Regions from separate parts of the Mus musculus genome. Here all the other regions are linked to region 1. Evidence: chromatin contacts called from public HiChIP or PLAC-seq and promoter capture Hi-C data. All regions are on one chromosome and are shown on one strand. Each heading gives the region's core, a stretch centred on a gene start, on an enhancer-like site or on the middle of the called end of the contact. The rest is flanking DNA. Distances are from core to core; before and after follow the strand shown.

What was found. Promoter capture Hi-C pulls out the DNA fragments that hold promoters and counts their contacts. HiChIP or PLAC-seq counts read pairs in DNA pulled down with a chosen protein or histone mark. Capture Hi-C pulls out chosen DNA fragments and counts their contacts.
Region 2: a promoter capture Hi-C map of liver shows a contact between it and region 1, with 2.9 times the contacts expected there. The contact joins the promoter of 2810425M01Rik here to the promoter of Cfap410 in region 1. A contact is called at or near these places in 2 of 39 promoter capture datasets (embryonic stem cells and neural stem cells), 1 of 15 datasets of contacts at CTCF or cohesin (the NIH/3T3 cell line), 34 of 484 Hi-C or Micro-C datasets (B cells, the Ba/F3 cell line, CD4 T cells and 24 more), 23 of 115 datasets of contacts at active chromatin or transcription factors (CD8 T cells, the NIH/3T3 cell line, T-cell acute lymphoblastic leukemia and 16 more) and 3 of 9 other capture datasets (adipose tissue, liver and macrophages).
Region 3: a contact with region 1 is called in an H3K27ac HiChIP or PLAC-seq map of embryonic stem cells, with 4 times the contacts expected there. The contact joins the promoter of Cstb here to the promoter of Cfap410 in region 1. A contact is called at or near these places in 2 of 39 promoter capture datasets (embryonic stem cells and erythroid cells), 1 of 15 datasets of contacts at CTCF or cohesin (embryonic stem cells), 4 of 484 Hi-C or Micro-C datasets (CD8 T cells, LSK cells, neutrophils and 1 more), 7 of 115 datasets of contacts at active chromatin or transcription factors (bone marrow-derived dendritic cells, effector CD8 T cells, embryonic stem cells and 3 more) and 5 of 9 other capture datasets (adipose tissue, embryonic stem cells, liver and 2 more).
Region 4: a promoter capture Hi-C map of adipose tissue shows a contact between it and region 1, with 2.6 times the contacts expected there. The contact joins the promoter of Sumo3 here to the promoter of Cfap410 in region 1. A contact is called at or near these places in 5 of 39 promoter capture datasets (the 3T3-L1 cell line, cranial neural crest, frontonasal cranial neural crest and 2 more), 1 of 484 Hi-C or Micro-C datasets (CD4 T cells), 9 of 115 datasets of contacts at active chromatin or transcription factors (bone marrow-derived macrophages, cardiomyocytes, craniofacial prominence and 5 more) and 2 of 9 other capture datasets (adipose tissue and liver).
Region 5: a promoter capture Hi-C map of stem cell-derived epiblast-like cells shows a contact between it and region 1, with 2.1 times the contacts expected there. The contact joins the promoter of Agpat3 here to the promoter of Cfap410 in region 1. A contact is called at or near these places in 2 of 39 promoter capture datasets (embryonic stem cells and stem cell-derived epiblast-like cells) and 4 of 9 other capture datasets (adipose tissue, embryonic stem cells, liver and 1 more).

The regions. Positions count from the first base shown.
Region 1 is chr10:77,977,306-77,980,151 of GRCm38.p6, forward strand. It overlaps Cfap410 (cilia and flagella associated protein 410), which reads left to right and starts at 1,345. Exons shown (of 7, transcript NM_026431.2): 1 at 1,345-1,476; 2 at 2,448-2,466. The coding sequence starts at 1,400.
Region 2 is chr10:77,514,462-77,517,307 of GRCm38.p6, forward strand. 2810425M01Rik (RIKEN cDNA 2810425M01 gene) reads left to right here and starts at 1,437. Exons shown (of 1, transcript NR_163865.1): 1 at 1,437-2,480. Fam207a (family with sequence similarity 207, member A) reads right to left here and starts at 1,352. Exons shown (of 6, transcript NM_133998.3): 1 at 1,142-1,352. The coding sequence starts at 1,279.
Region 3 is chr10:78,424,254-78,427,099 of GRCm38.p6, forward strand. Cstb (cystatin B) reads left to right here and starts at 1,417. Exons shown (of 3, transcript NM_007793.3): 1 at 1,417-1,604; 2 at 2,674-2,775. The coding sequence starts at 1,539.
Region 4 is chr10:77,604,659-77,607,504 of GRCm38.p6, forward strand. It overlaps Sumo3 (small ubiquitin-like modifier 3), which reads left to right and starts at 1,439. Exons shown (of 4, transcript NM_019929.4): 1 at 1,439-1,683. The coding sequence starts at 1,663.
Region 5 is chr10:78,350,339-78,353,184 of GRCm38.p6, forward strand. Agpat3 (1-acylglycerol-3-phosphate O-acyltransferase 3) reads right to left here and starts at 1,362. Exons shown (of 10, transcript NM_053014.3): 1 at 1,289-1,362. Gm40709 (a long non-coding RNA gene) reads left to right here and starts at 2,145. Exons shown (of 3, transcript XR_871856.3): 1 at 2,145-2,589; 2 at 2,826-2,846.

The DNA.
Region 1 (2,846 bases), core at 95-2,594:
AGGCCTTATTGTTCCTGATGGTAATGAATGGCCCGCCAGAGGCTAAATCTTCAGCGTCCGCTCTCTTTCCACTGTGGGTTCCAGGGTGCAAACTATGGTTTTTAGGTTTGTGCGTCCAGTACTGTTACCTACTGAACCATTTCACTTGTTTTTGGTAAAGGCAGACCAGGGTGGTCAGACAGACAATAGAGCCCTAGAATACTTCATCAAGGGCAGTTTATTACCTAAAGGGCCTGAAGTACCCAGTGCCTGTCCCGGTGTAATCTGTAGGATAGAAAAAGATATGAAGATTTCAACCTACAATCTTTCGTTTTGTTTTCTTCTGGAGATCTGTTTTCTCCAGAAGAAAACAAAACAAAAATTCATTTGTGATTACTTAAAATGCACACTGACAACCACAGGCACAGTACTGACTTTCAAAAACATAACGTCTATTTTCTATTTGTTTGTTTGTTTGTTTGTTTTTAAGGTTTTTGTTTTGTTCGTTTTGTTTTTCTACATATGAGTGTTATGCTTGCATGTGTGTGCAACCCAAGTGACCTGTCTGGTGCGCAAGGAGGCCAAAAGAGGGGCATTGAGTCCCCTGGAACTAGAGTTACATAAGGTTGTGATCCGGCCATATGAGTGCCCTGGAAAAGCAGCCAGCGCTCTTAACTGTTTCTTCAGTCCCTCCCCAAGCCCCCACTACTCGGCTTTGTCTTTTGAGATAATGTCTGTATGAGCCAGTCTTGCCAGAAACTGGCTCAGGCAATCCTCCTGCCTCAGCCTCTGAGTGCATCAATTACAAGTGTCAGTCATCGTCTGGTTGTGGATTAGCTGTTATGTAACACAAATCCCCGATTTGGGGTCAAGCAGAAATGGGTGAGGGCTCAGTGGTGACCAGGGCCATGGCAGGGATTAGGATCCGGAGCAAGCATGCCAGGAGGGTTTCTGCTGGCATCCACTACGAGGACTCTGTCACCCTTCCCGACTCGACCTTTTCTGTCCTCGATGTCTCCGAGACCAGCCAGGCGTCCCGAGTCCCTCACACACCGGCGCCTTTCTCACCCAAGCCAGCCCATCTCAGACTCTTGCACACTGGAATCCTAAGGGCCGCCCTTCCCGCGCACGCAAACACGGGATGCAGAGACCAGCGGTCCCCAGGCAGCAAAGCCCGGAGCCTCGTGCATGCGCAGGACCGGCGGGCCGCCAAAGGGGCGGGGCGGAATCGCGTATCACGGAAGTCGGGCCGTCCCGCTTCGCCGGCGCGCTTCCGCCCTCTCGCCTGACTGCCAATGGGACCTCAGGCTCCGCCCCTAGAAACGCGGGCCCCGCCCCTGGAGACGCGCCGCTGCGCAGGCCTCTCCCGCTAGCCGAGTGTACAGCGGAGGGCGGCCGGGCCCGCGGCCCTGTGGCCACCATGAAGCTGACACGAAAGATGGTCCTGTCCCGAGCCAAGGCTTCGGAGCTGCACAACGTGCGGAAGCTCAACTGCTGGTGAGGCCGGCCAGGAGCGGGAGGAAGCAGAGGCCGCGCTGAGCGCCTGCTACCCCAGGCTAGCTAGGTTGCAGGCTCACTCTGAGGCCAGTGCTTCAGAGGAGTGCGGCCCTCGCAGGATAACTAGAATTTCCCTCTAGTGTTGCTGAGGGCTTTTCGCTAACCCTCTGTGTCTGTGTCTGGTATCTGAAGACAGAGGTGCTTAGTGGCATGTCTACAGGGAGAGACTGAGGTTGTAAAGTCATGATCCGGTGCTGGAGAGGGTGACCTGGTATGAGTGACAGCCTAGACCTTAGATGCTATTATATGGATGCACTCTAAGTTGCATGGCTGAGTCACACTAATACTGAAAGCCCCGGGCTTCTGGAGGAGTTTGTATCTGGCGTGTGGAAGAGCTACAGGTGTCTCTGGGGACTGGGGTGGGATGCTGTGGCCAGAGCATTTAGCAGTGGCAGAGCAAGTGCAGACCCCTGCTTCTAGTAATGGTCAGTGGGCTACTGGAAAGAGTGAGCTTTGTTAATTAAAAGCCTTTCCCTGCCCTGGCACATCTGGTGTTGGGGCCACAGTCCTCCCTGTCCTGGGTTTTCAATAATGCCTTTCTTTGTCGAGCCAGCGAGCACATCAGGGCTTCCTCTGTGCAAGCAGAAACAACACACATTGCAGGCCCGTGAAGTTTGCTTCAGAAGTTGCATGACCGGCCTTTGAGCTTGGCCTCTTATGAAGATCCCTTTGTTTATGTGTGTGACTGGAAAGAGCTTTCTGCTATGGGAGCCTGAGAGGAGAAAACTGTGTACCCCCATGCACCAAGCAGGGAGTATTGGCAGAAACCAACCTCACCCTTATTTGGGCAACCAGCCTTCCTTACTGTTCCGAATGTAGAATCTTTAGATTTATAGACAATTGCCATTTCTTTGGGGATTTTTAAAATATTTTCATTCAACAAATTAAAGTCTATTTCTTTTCTTCTCCAGGGGCAGCCAGCTCACAGATGTAAGCTCTGCCTTGATTGTATCTTCTTCCGGATGCCCCTTCCCCCAGAAGAATAGCTAAAGTTACAGAACTGTGATCTTCAGCTCAGTGCCGTGTCACTTGCTAGACCTGCACAGAGGAAAACAGAGTCAAAGCTCTGCCTTGAGAGGAGTCCCTGGTGGTGATTTCCCTCAAGGACATCAACAGGGGCACTCTGCATGGCCTTCCTCAGCTTCAGGAGGCGACACCCCAACCCCACCCGAAATGACAGGCAGCTGGGACTGTGGAGCCCACAGCCCAGGTCTGATCCACAGATCTGATGGTGTGTCGTGGCCAAACTTAACTGCAGTTCTGTCTGCCTTGAGCCCAGAACCATTGGCAAGGAGAGTGTCTGTCCTTTC
Region 2 (2,846 bases), core at 187-2,686, 460 kb before region 1:
TTTGAGAGTCACACATCGAGAAGATGCTAAGGCAAAAATCCTCTACTTCTCAGCCAGGGAGGCCCCGGAAGAGTATCTACGTCCTTGTTCCCAGATCAGGCCTGTTCCTTCCTGCCCCCATCAGACTTGGGACAATCAGAGAGTCTTGGGGAGTAGAGCCACACTAGCACAGGGCCTGAGCACAGCCTCCCTGCAAACACATGCAGATCCAAGAGTAGCTGTGAGATAAGGCATGACTGCTGCTTACAACTGTATGCATGGGCCCTCCCAGGAGTGAGCAGAGGGAATCCTCTAAGTACTGGTCCTTGGGCATCTCTGAGGAACAAAAATAGGAACACCAACCACATAACCTTCCAGTGAGGCAAAGACGCGGCTGACCAAAGGGGCATAAAAACAATCTCTGTCAACACAAGGCTTAAATTTGAGCCAAGTTACCAAATTAAAAGAAAAATGGGAAAAATAAGAATCAATGGCTGCACGAATCAATGACTGCACAGCACCTCCCGTGGGTGTGGGTGTGGGAGAAAACAGAAGCTCTCAGTTTGGCTACAACAACAAATAAAAGCTGGGCACAGTGGGCTACAGCCTGGGCACGAGAGTGACAAGCTGGGGGGGGGGGCTAGGGTGAAACCTTGTCTCAAAAGAATAAAGAAAGAATGAGATGAGGTAAAATAAAAATAAATAAGATCCCAAAGGCCAAAGCAACAAGCAAGCGCCAGGGACACAAGTGCATGCCATGCCTTTAACCCCAGCATGTGGGAGGCAGGGGCAGGTCAATCTCTTATGAGTTCGAGGCCAGCCTGGTCTACAGCGTGAGTTCCAGAATAGTCAGGGCTACATAGAGAGACCCTGTCTCAAACACACACCAGAGACTGAGACACAGAGATAGACAGAGGCAGACAGACAGCGCCCTGCGACATTTCCAGAGCGTAGTGGGATATTTTCCCCCAGAGATGGAAGCGCTTCTGGAGCCTCACACCCCAACCGAGAAGGCATGACGGCTAAAGGTGGGCCGGGTCAGGACCCTAACCAGAGTGGCAGGAACACACACAGAAGAGGCGACACCCAACCATCCAGGGCTCCTGATCTTTGGAGATCCGGCTCGGCAGAGACCTGGCCCGACCGGCGCCCCACACCTCACCTTCGCCCCCGCTCCGCCCGCCGGGGATTGTGGGAGCGCCGGCTCCACGGCGCGGGGCACAGGGCCCGGTGCAGAATCCCCGTCGGGTCTCACGGCCGCCCGGTGCACACGAGCCCGCAGCGCCCTCACTTTCCCCATCTTCCCTGGAGGTTTCCGCCTGTTAGCAACGCCGCCTCACTAGTGGAAGAGCCTCCCGGAAGTGCTCCCAGACAGCCGGAAATAGAGCCGCGGCTGCGTAGATCGGCGTTCGGCCGGTCCCCGGAAGTGCCTCCCGTAGCGCGTGCGCAGTTGCGGTGCTTACGTCGCGCGCTCCCGCTAGCGCGTTAGACGTGTGGCGATGTGGCTGCAGCCAAGAGCCAGGGAAGTAAAACTATTGAAGCCTCGGGTGCACGTTACGCCATGTTTCTATCGCGCGCGTCTGGGGTAGAATAGGGAGAAAGGTTCACGTCGGTTTTACTCATGCGGGTCTCTATGTGTGCAGCTTGGCGTTTCGTCCTTAAAACAGGTCCTGGAGTTGGGGACTTTGCAATTCCACTTAAATGGGTACCAGATGGACCGAACGGCCTCCGTCTTCCTGCACAGTCGGCTCCGTGTCCAACAGCCCCTGTGCACCCAGTGCAGTATTGCTTAAGGAAAGCAAGGACGAAGGGTAATTCCAGCTCTTCACCCAAATGACACCTGTAAAATACAATACAAAACCAAAGTGGGCTATAGTTGGAGCCACAAAAGAAAGTTGGGCCCAGGCACAGCCAGGGTAGAGGCCTTCTGCCTTCTTCCCTTCTAGGGTAGAGAGCATCCTGGATGCCGGGACGTCTCTGCTAGGGATCCACAGTGAGATGGGATTTGTGGGGAGAAGGTGAGCCCAAAGCGGAGTCCGGTGCCCCACAGTGGCTGAAGTAGCAGAGCATGCCAGGGAGCAGAGCCAATAAGCATCTTTCCGATGCGGTTTCTCATCAGGGGATGCCTCCAGGTTCCTGCTCCTTCCCTGACGATGAGATCCAACCTGTAAGATGTAAAGAACACCTTCCTCCCCACGCTGCCTTTGATAAGTGTTTTTATCACAGCAACAGAAAGCAATCTAGAACAGTGAGTGAGTGGCTGCAGGCCAAGCAGTGCACTAGATGTGAAGCTGAGACAAACTAGATTGAATCAGGCGACTTGAAGAGACGTTTGAGCCAGAACAGCTGAATTGAATCAGCCAGTAAGAGTTCAGAAAGAGCTAGAAAAGGAGATCGTAGTCAGCAGTAAGCCTCCGAGACAACAAGGACATCAAGCGAATAAAAGTTACTTTCGCAAGCTTGTTTTGAGATGACCTGGGAATAAAGTCCATTGAACTCTTCACAACCTGGTTCATCTCCCCAGAAGATCTGGCAGCCAGAGCCACCCTGAAAGCTAGCCTGGCTTTTACCTAGGACAGATCCCCACCCCACCCCCCCACCCCCTAAATGTTTTCTCCTTCTCAACCCTCAGCAGTGTTCCTGTGCTCTGGGCTGTCCGATGGACCCCAGGTTCCCCCATGGAGGATGAGTTGCTTAAGGCCAGTTCCAGGGCACCCCAAGGAACTCACAAGTCGACGACAACAAAGTTAATTTTTTAGAATCCTCAACTCTTCTTCCTGCCGCCTGAGGGCGCGCGTGTCCCGTGCTTCCCTGGCTCCTGGCAAACTAGTTTTGCAGTTAGAGAGGACTGTACAGCTAGTTTTGCA
Region 3 (2,846 bases), core at 167-2,666, 450 kb after region 1:
CAACCACGTTCTTAGCCAAAGCTCGAGAACAGTCTGTAGGCCACATACAAATAGTTTTGTCCTCTGAAACCTCTTGAACCAGACCCCCAAAGCTCACATCACCTTCATCACCACTGTCTTCCATATTCCTACTACTATGGCCCTATGAACTATTAAGTGATCAATTGCTTTTCTAACCCAAAATCCACATTCCTCCAAACAAAAGCATGGCCAGGCCTAATCCCAGCAATACTCCAGTGTCTGGTACTAACTTCTGTTTTAGTTTGGGTTGACTGCCACCACCACAAGTCTCCATGTATGTCTGGGCACCACTTGCATCCCTAGTGCCCATTGAGGCCAGGGGGTGGAGAAATAGGATCCCATGGAACTGGAGTTGTGAGCTAGTATGTGGGAGCTGAGAATTGAACTCAGGTCCTCTGGAAGAGCAGCCAGTTTTCTTAACTGCTGAGCCATCTCTCCAGCCCCTCACTTGGCTCTTTGACTGGGTTCCAAATATCAAATTCAGGCTGTCGCACTTCCGTGGCAAGCCCCTTACCATGAGCTACCTCTGCACCCCCAAATTATTTTTTTTAAGCCAAGGTCTCACTGCATAGTCAGGTTAGCTTAGCCTCTCAAGTGCCAGGATTGCAGGTGTATACCATCATGTCCTGCTATCCAACTGTGACAGTTTTGCAAACGGAAACTCGGGTTTGAAGGTCACTCAAGTAAGAGCACTGACAGAGGGCATATCCGGGGTCCTCATGGTTCCCAGCCTGTGTTGGGTGTGTGAGAATAGAGTCTCACCCAGAATAGACCACCTACCCAGCTCTGTGGGGCTGGGGCTGGGATCCCCAAGCCCCGCCTACCGCCTGACAAGGCCATGTCATTCAAAAAGAATGGAATTCCCAGATAAGCTCTTATTTCATGGGGTTATCCGGACCCAAAAACTAAGTCCACGTTGGGGAGGGGAGGAAAGGATGGGGCCAGGGGTCAAGGAACAGGGATCTGAGACTTCTAGGTCCTCAATCATCTATTTCTGTATCCACTCTATGGAAGGAGGGATAGGGACCCATCAAGACCCCCACTTAATAGTCACAGGACAAGGGGAAATTGAGATGTCCAGGGCTGTACTTCGTGTCCACCTACTCCATGGAAAGACTAGGACCCCTTCTCACATCTCTGCATCCTGTGAGGACCCGGAAGCCCCTAAGCCGGGTCAGAGATACTCCTACAATCACTTCACGACCATTGAGGGGCAATCAGGACTCCCAGCCTCCAAACCCTTCTTAGCGTCCGTTCAGGGAAAGGACGTGAAGCACCCACCATGCCTCACCCTCCGCCCACGCCCAGCCTGGGTCTCCTGACTCTGCCTGGAACGGAGGGTGGTGACAGTAAAGAGAGCGAGCGAGAGGGTGCGGCGCCCCGCCCCGTCGCTCTGTCACGTGCTACGGGTCCGGGGGGGCGGAGCCAAGCCAGGTTTTTCTAGGGTCCAGGCACCCAGGTCTCCTAGTTGGATCTGTCTTCAGCTTCTCCGTGCTACCCCGACTACTGCTGCCAAGATGATGTGTGGCGCGCCATCTGCCACAATGCCAGCCACGGCCGAGACGCAGGAGGTCGCCGACCAGGTGAGGCTGGGCCCAGGTCAGGCCAGTCTGAGCCAGGCCTGCGGAGACCCGGCGGCCTCAGGGACCGGCCTGCCCAGACTGGTCAGGTCCTGCAGCGGGTTTCCGGGGCGGCCACAAGTGTGACTGGGAGCTGGGGGCTCTGGATCTGGTTGGAAGATTCAGGGCCGGGAACTGGGGCGAGTCTTCTGCCGCTTGCATACAAGAGGGCCACTCACCTATTAGGGAACTAGCCCCGGGATCGGTGGAGGGATCCGGTGGTCCCAGAGAATTCAGGAAGGCAGCTGTTAGAACCTAGACGGCACCTTTTTGACTTACACCCAGGCCTAAACAAGAGAAAGCCAGACTGGGCTACTGTGCTTGTCTCCTCAAAAGAAAGAGCTAGGACTGTTTAGCTCAGTGGCAGGAATTCAACTGATACCACCACCACCATCACCAACACCGCCCCTCAGGGAAAAAAAAAAGGATCAAAACCAGAAGTTGTAGAACTTGCTTGTGCCTAGTCTGAAACGAGGGGGTGGACCTTGGGCCTGGGCTGCCCTTCCTGTGACTGTTAGCAGAGCAGAGATTCAGTACAAGGTAGGGGGAGGTTCAGGGTATTAGCAAGAGAAGAAAAGTTAAACAAATCCTCTCTTCAGCTCTCCTGCCACGCCCCAAGCCCAGGACCCTGTCCACTAAGCCTAGCTGATCTTGGGAGGTGTTTGCTCTGACTGAAGTGGCCAAGAAGGAGTGAGTCAGCTCCATGAGACCCTAGAAATGAGGAAATGTTACAGACACACTGGCCAGGCAAGGGAACCTTGGCCACGTGCCACATCAGCACTCAGGAGGCAGAGACAGGCGAGTCTCTCTGAATTTGAAGCCAGCCCAGTTTGCTTAGTTCCATGCCAGCCATAGCTACATAGTGAGACCCTGTCCCCCCCCCCCCCAAAAAAAAGGAGCTGTGTTGTTCTTTATCAGTGGGGCCAACAGTTTACCATGTCCCCCGGAATGAGGAGTATTGAAGGCTGGCAGTGTGTGTGTGTGGGGGCACCTGTGCATGAATCTAAGTCCTTCCTTCTCACCCACCATCCAGGTGAAGTCCCAGCTTGAATCGAAAGAAAATCAGAAGTTTGATGTCTTTAAAGCCATATCCTTCAAGAGACAGATAGTGGCTGGCACCAACCTCTTCATCAAGGTGGGTACTGATAGTAGCTTGGCATGAACTGGGGACATAGTCTCAGAGTAGAGCAGAGTGTCCTGCAACTT
Region 4 (2,846 bases), core at 189-2,688, 370 kb before region 1:
GCTGGTGGTACACTGTGGTCTGAACACTGCCTGCCCCGAGTCACTCACAGCTAATAGTGGAGGGAAGGTGTGCTCTGATCTCCAACAACTGCTTCAGTCAGCCTGGTTTCTGGAGTCCTGTCTCCCAGTTACACAGTCTGAGCTGGACATTCCAGAGATATGTTCAGCTAAGGATGACCATGATCTGTATTTGAGGAAAATCCATACCTTGGTCTGGTCTGGGTGTGGGATGAGTTCCAAATGCGTCCTTGTGGAAGACCTTGACAAACTTCTCGAAGAAAGGTCATGTGTACAGGGGAAAGGCTAAAAAAGGTTGGCTTCACAGACACTTGGCTTAGTAGCTTTGCAGTATTACCAGGAAGTGGGGATACTTGTCTGCTGGCCCTTCCTTGGAACAGAAACATACTTCTGTCAAACAGAGCGCCACTTCTCTGGAGGCTGCTGTGTGGTCCTGGAACACGGCCAATCAACACCTTCCTGAGACGACTGTGGGTGACTGTGTCAGCCCTGACTGGCCTGATTTGCAGGTGTTAGCAGACAGACACAGAGGGCCTGTGGGCTGCATTCTAAAAACTCACGCCAAGATACAAGGAAAGGACACTCTTGACCCCTTAGCCAGGGCTCCCGATGGATCTTCCAGCTCAAGCTTCCCTTGTTTTGCTTATCTAGTTGACTCCTTGGGCATGTTATTAAACTTCTAGGCATCTTGGTGTGCTGTGTAAAATGGGTTATTAGTGTCCACAATAGCATTCCAGAAACAGCAAATGGTAGGTCAGAAGGGAAGCTTTCTGTGCCTGTCACTCTCACCCACCCAAGCCACCTAGTGGTTACTTTGGGACTACGTAAGGAGGGAGAAAGGCAGCTAGATAGTGAGAATGAAGGGGAAGAGCTTGTCCTTCTGGAGAGCCATCTTGGGAATGGCCCTTGTGGAGGCTGGTCCACCCCATCCAGGAAATCAAATGAAAAAAGATGAAATGGGAGCATGTGCTGGCTTTCTGGGCCAACAGAAGCCATCCTCTGTGTCCTCAAAGGATGCCTTTTCTAGACATGAGCCCTCCTGTGACATTCAAATTAAAGGCCAGAGGCCTGTTCCAGGAGTGTGTGGTCCATAAACCATGCCTGGTAACCTCCTTATTCGTCTTCCGGACCACCTGAAAGGGTTAGCCTGAGTTTCTTTGCCCTCTCTTACCCAAATGCAGCCTGCATATAAGAAAAAGTCCCCAAATGTGGGTGGTGAAGAGGCTACTGGTTGGGCCAAAACGTTCCTCTGGGTCCTGACCTAGCACACAGCGCCCCCACTCCTCCCGTGCCTCCCTGCGTGGACGCGCAGTCTTGCACCCACATCCGGGGTCTCTGGGCCTAGGACCTTGAGTCGCGCGTCCCCGGGGCTCTGCGCGCACCCGGGCGCCTGACCCGCCCCGTGACGCATTCGCAACCGTCCTGAATCGCGGCTGGCCAGCGCGCACCCGCGGCGCGGGGCGCGCGCCTCGTGCACGCGCCCGACCACGTGACTCCGCGCGACCAACCAGCGCGCCGGGATTTAGGGATAAAGCGCGGCCCCGCGACAGTTGCGGCGGGAGAGCGGCGGGGCAGAGAGCGTGACTCGCCCGCTCCAGTGCCACCGGTTCCCGCTGCGCTTGCCGCCGCCGTCGCTGCGCAACCATGTCGGAAGAGAAGCCCAAGGTAAGCCCGGTACGCAAGCCGCAGCAGATTCCGCGGAACGCAGGCCGGGCCGCGCGCAAAAAGGGCCCGCGGGGCCGCGCCCGAGCCTCAGCGCCCCTCCCCCACCGACCCGCGCCCCTCCCCCACCAGCATTGCACTCCGCCCCGGGCAGCGCGCTAGCCCCACCCCCGGCTGTGCCTCCCGCCACACCAAGGCTCCGCCTCCGGGGTAGCCCCGCCCCGGGTGTAGCCCCGCCCACGGCTCGAGAACCCGGAACTTGGGTGCTGGTTCTTGGTTCGCAAGGGCCTCACTCCCTGACGCGGCCATCCTTTCGCGTGCCGTGCGCACAGTTGCACGCGTGGTGCTGCGCGTGAGGCTCAGCGGGCGCTCGTGAGAGCTGCACCGGAGTAAGAGCAAGGCTGGCCGCTCCGGGCTTCCAATGTTCGCCCGGCCGCATGCCCTTCCACTCCATCGCCGTGGTCTCGGCAGTTGGTGCGTGGGAAGGCCAGGGTTGCCCATTTCAAATTGAACAGTTTTCCCACACTCACCTGCCCTGCTGGGGGCAGTTTTATCCAACGGGAGATAAACGTTGGAGCCTGGCATTCTGTGCTCTTGACTGGCCTGGAGATGACCACTGTGTTGGCTCAGGTGAGAGACCCCAGGAGCAGGGCAAGCATCTGGACTAATGCCATGGTACCATGCTCAGCAGCCGAGCCCAGAAATATCTTGCCTGCGAGGTCCTTACCTTTAATTTCAGCTCAGCCTTGGGTCCTGCCTGCACCATCCCGGATATTGAATGAGCACCTGTTCGCCCTGTGCCAAGAGTAGACAACTTACTTTATTATATTTTGTAGCTGGTAACTACAACAAGAGTTGTAACCTTTTGGTGCGGTTAGGCAGGAAGTGAATGCCTGGTGTGTACTGGAGTGGCCATGCCTTCTGCCTCGGGTTAGTGGAGACAGAGGGTTATATGTTATATTTTGGTGACGCAGCCCAGGGGCTGTTGTCCACTAGGCAGATGCTCTACCAGTGAGTTACTTACTCTCTCCACACCCCCACAGCGGCCCCCCCCCCTTTTTTTTTAGACAAGGTTCCTTTGTGGTCCAAGCTGTCCTGGAGTTTAAGACCAGGCTGACTTCAAACTCAAAAGAGATCTTCCTGTTTCTGTCTCCTGAATGTTTCCC
Region 5 (2,846 bases), core at 112-2,611, 370 kb after region 1:
TAACCAGCACCAACTTGTTAGGAGTGAGCTTGGATTAACGATGCCATTCTAACTCCTGAAACAACAATAAACTTCCATCTTTGCTCATCCCATACTATACAAAGATCTTACTATGCCCTACCTGCCTCCAAGTGGGCCAGAGACAGATGTATACAGATTTTTACTACCCTGACTGGGCTGGAGGAAATCAGAGTCCCTTTGCTCTTCATTTAAATTCTGGCTGTGGAGATTTGTGACATAATCCAGGACAAGTGGCTAGCCTTGCTCCTCAGACCCCAGTGTGTTTCAGAGTCTGTTAGCACAGAGTCGCAGCTATATGCCCCAGAAAAGAAGTAAACAACTCCTCTACTGCAGTAGATGCTCCTTTTGTAACTTCTGAAGTAGATCAGTTACTTTCTGTTCAGTTTCCCCAGTCCCCTAGAACACACAGGCACTGTCCTTCCCAGGTGCTGGGCCTGTTATCTGGGAGCAGCTTAGGGTGAGACAGAGACCTCCCTTCATTTCCAGCATCCCTCCCATCTTCCTTCCCTAGGAGACACTGTATTTAACCCACTTCCCACCAATTCCACAGGCAACTTCTAAGACCTAGACCTTCTGCCCTGCTGCTGTACAGATAAGAGCAGGTGGGGGCCACACACAAGGCCTCCAGTAGGTCCAGACTGAGTTAGGTCAGACATCCAGCTGACATCCACCTGCTGAACATAGCCATGCTGAGGAGCACATGCCACCAAGACCAAAGAGAGGCTGGCAAAGCCATTGCATGTAACTGCCTTTGGAAACAACGTAATTACAAAGCACAGAGTGTGATACTAGGAATCAATCTTATAGGCTAAATCCTAAAGTTGGAAGGAGTCCTGCTTACCTAATAAGGGGAAGGGACAGTAAGGGAGTGATCAAAGTGCACAGAGACCCCTTTGAAAGGGGCACAGTCCATTTCCCAATGTCATCGAAGCAGAAAGAGCTGCTTCCACTCAGTTCCAACAGCCACCAACCCAGCACCCCCAACCGGCACCCTGTGTCCAATCCCAGAATCCAAGATCTTGGCTCTGGACGAGTCATTCCAATCTGTCTCAAATCCAAGTAGCCTTCTCGTTTCCCAGGAAGAAGAACCCAGTCTCTTAAGTATTCTCTTAGAGAAGACTTTCCACACTGCTTTAAAAAGTTAGGTTTGAAAGGCCATTTCTAAAATCATTTCCCTGTGCCCCTAAACTTCTCTCGAAGTTAAAAAGGAAACCTGAATATATTTTCCACCCAGCTTAAGTGTTCACAATCCTCCTGTCGTAGGTACCTGGGGTCAACTGCTCCGGGGCTCCAGGCCCACCGTGGACAGGTGTTTTCCTCCAGAGGCTCTGGTTACTGAATGACCCCAGCGCCTGAGTGAAACGTGGAAATTCACAGTCGGCCTTTGGTCTCAAACGCCAAAGTCAAGAAAAAAAAAAAACAACAACAACCGAGCCCTCGCACCTTCCTCCAGGGCGTCCCACCTGCAGCCCTCCCTCCGCGTTGAGCAAGCAAAAAAGTGAAACTAGCCCACAGGGCCCCGAAATCAGGCATGGGGGGCTCCCCCAGAGCGAGGAGCCGGGAGCCGAGCAAGGTTCCCCCCGGAGAGGGGCCCCAAGGCCGCCCAGGCCCTCTCGTCGGGCCCCGCATCCCCATCTCTACCCGATCGCCCGCATCCCCAGGCCGCCGCGCACCCCGCACAGCACCGGCGGGCCGGGCAGGCCGCACAGGGGCCGGGCGGGACCCGGAGCCTCCAGGCGCCGCGCTCTCCAGGCCGCGCGCCCCGCGGAGCGCAGCCGGCCACTGCGGCGGGGCCCGGCGACCGCGGGCGGGGGACGACCTCCGGCGGCTCGGCCGGGCTCGGCGCGGCTCACCTGCACTCCACCTGCTGGTCGCGGTTCTCGCGTCGGGCGCGCGCGGCCTGGGCCCGGCCCGGCCCTGCGTCGGGGCCTCAGCGAGTGCGGCGCCCGCCGCCCCGGGCCCCCATCGCCGCCCTCCGCCTCGGCGCCGCCGCCACTTCCTGTGCGCGGCGATCCCACAGTTCCGCCGGCGCGGGACGCCAGGCGCGGGGACGCGGGGACACGCGCGGACCGACGCGCGGGGGAGGAGTCGCGGCCCGCGGCGCAGCGGCGACCGCCTCGGCCAACGGACAGCAAGCGGGGGAGGGGACGCGAGGCGCGCCCCGCGGGAGCAGCCTCCACCCTCCCTGGCCAGCGGGATGTTCCTAGACCCAGTCCGACTCCCTTTCAGCTGCCTGCGGTCCTCCGGAGTCCCACTGGGGTGTTCCTGGGCCCAGCTTGAATCCCCTCTTTTAGCCCACTGAAGTCCTTCTGGGGTACTGCGGTGTTCCTGGGCCCAGCCTGGATCCCCTTGTCCCCCTGAAGTTCTTCGGGGTGTTCCTGGGCCGTACTTGGACCCCCGATGGTTCCCTGGAGTCCTCCTGGGTTGCCTCCCCCAAGAACTGGAATATTCCTAGGCCCAGCCTGGATTTGCCTCCGTTCAGCCTCCTGAAATCATTCTGAGCCTCAGCCTAGACCCCTTCCCAGTCCCGGAGGTCCCCTTGAGACCCAGGATGTTTTGATGGCTCAGGTTAGACTCCCCTTCCTTCTGAGTCCTCCTGGGGACGCCTGGAAATTTGGGGGTTCCCCGCCAATTAATTAGACCCCATTTCCCTTATCCTCCTGGACCCCACTCCCAACACACACCCCATCCTGCCCCCAAGTAAGGATCCCATCCTGGAATCCTGTAGGATTGTCCCCAGTGCCTGGTAAGGCACCAGGATCGCTTTTCACTCCCACGTGCTGTACCCTTTGATTTATTTATAGTTGGCAACTGACTAGCAACAT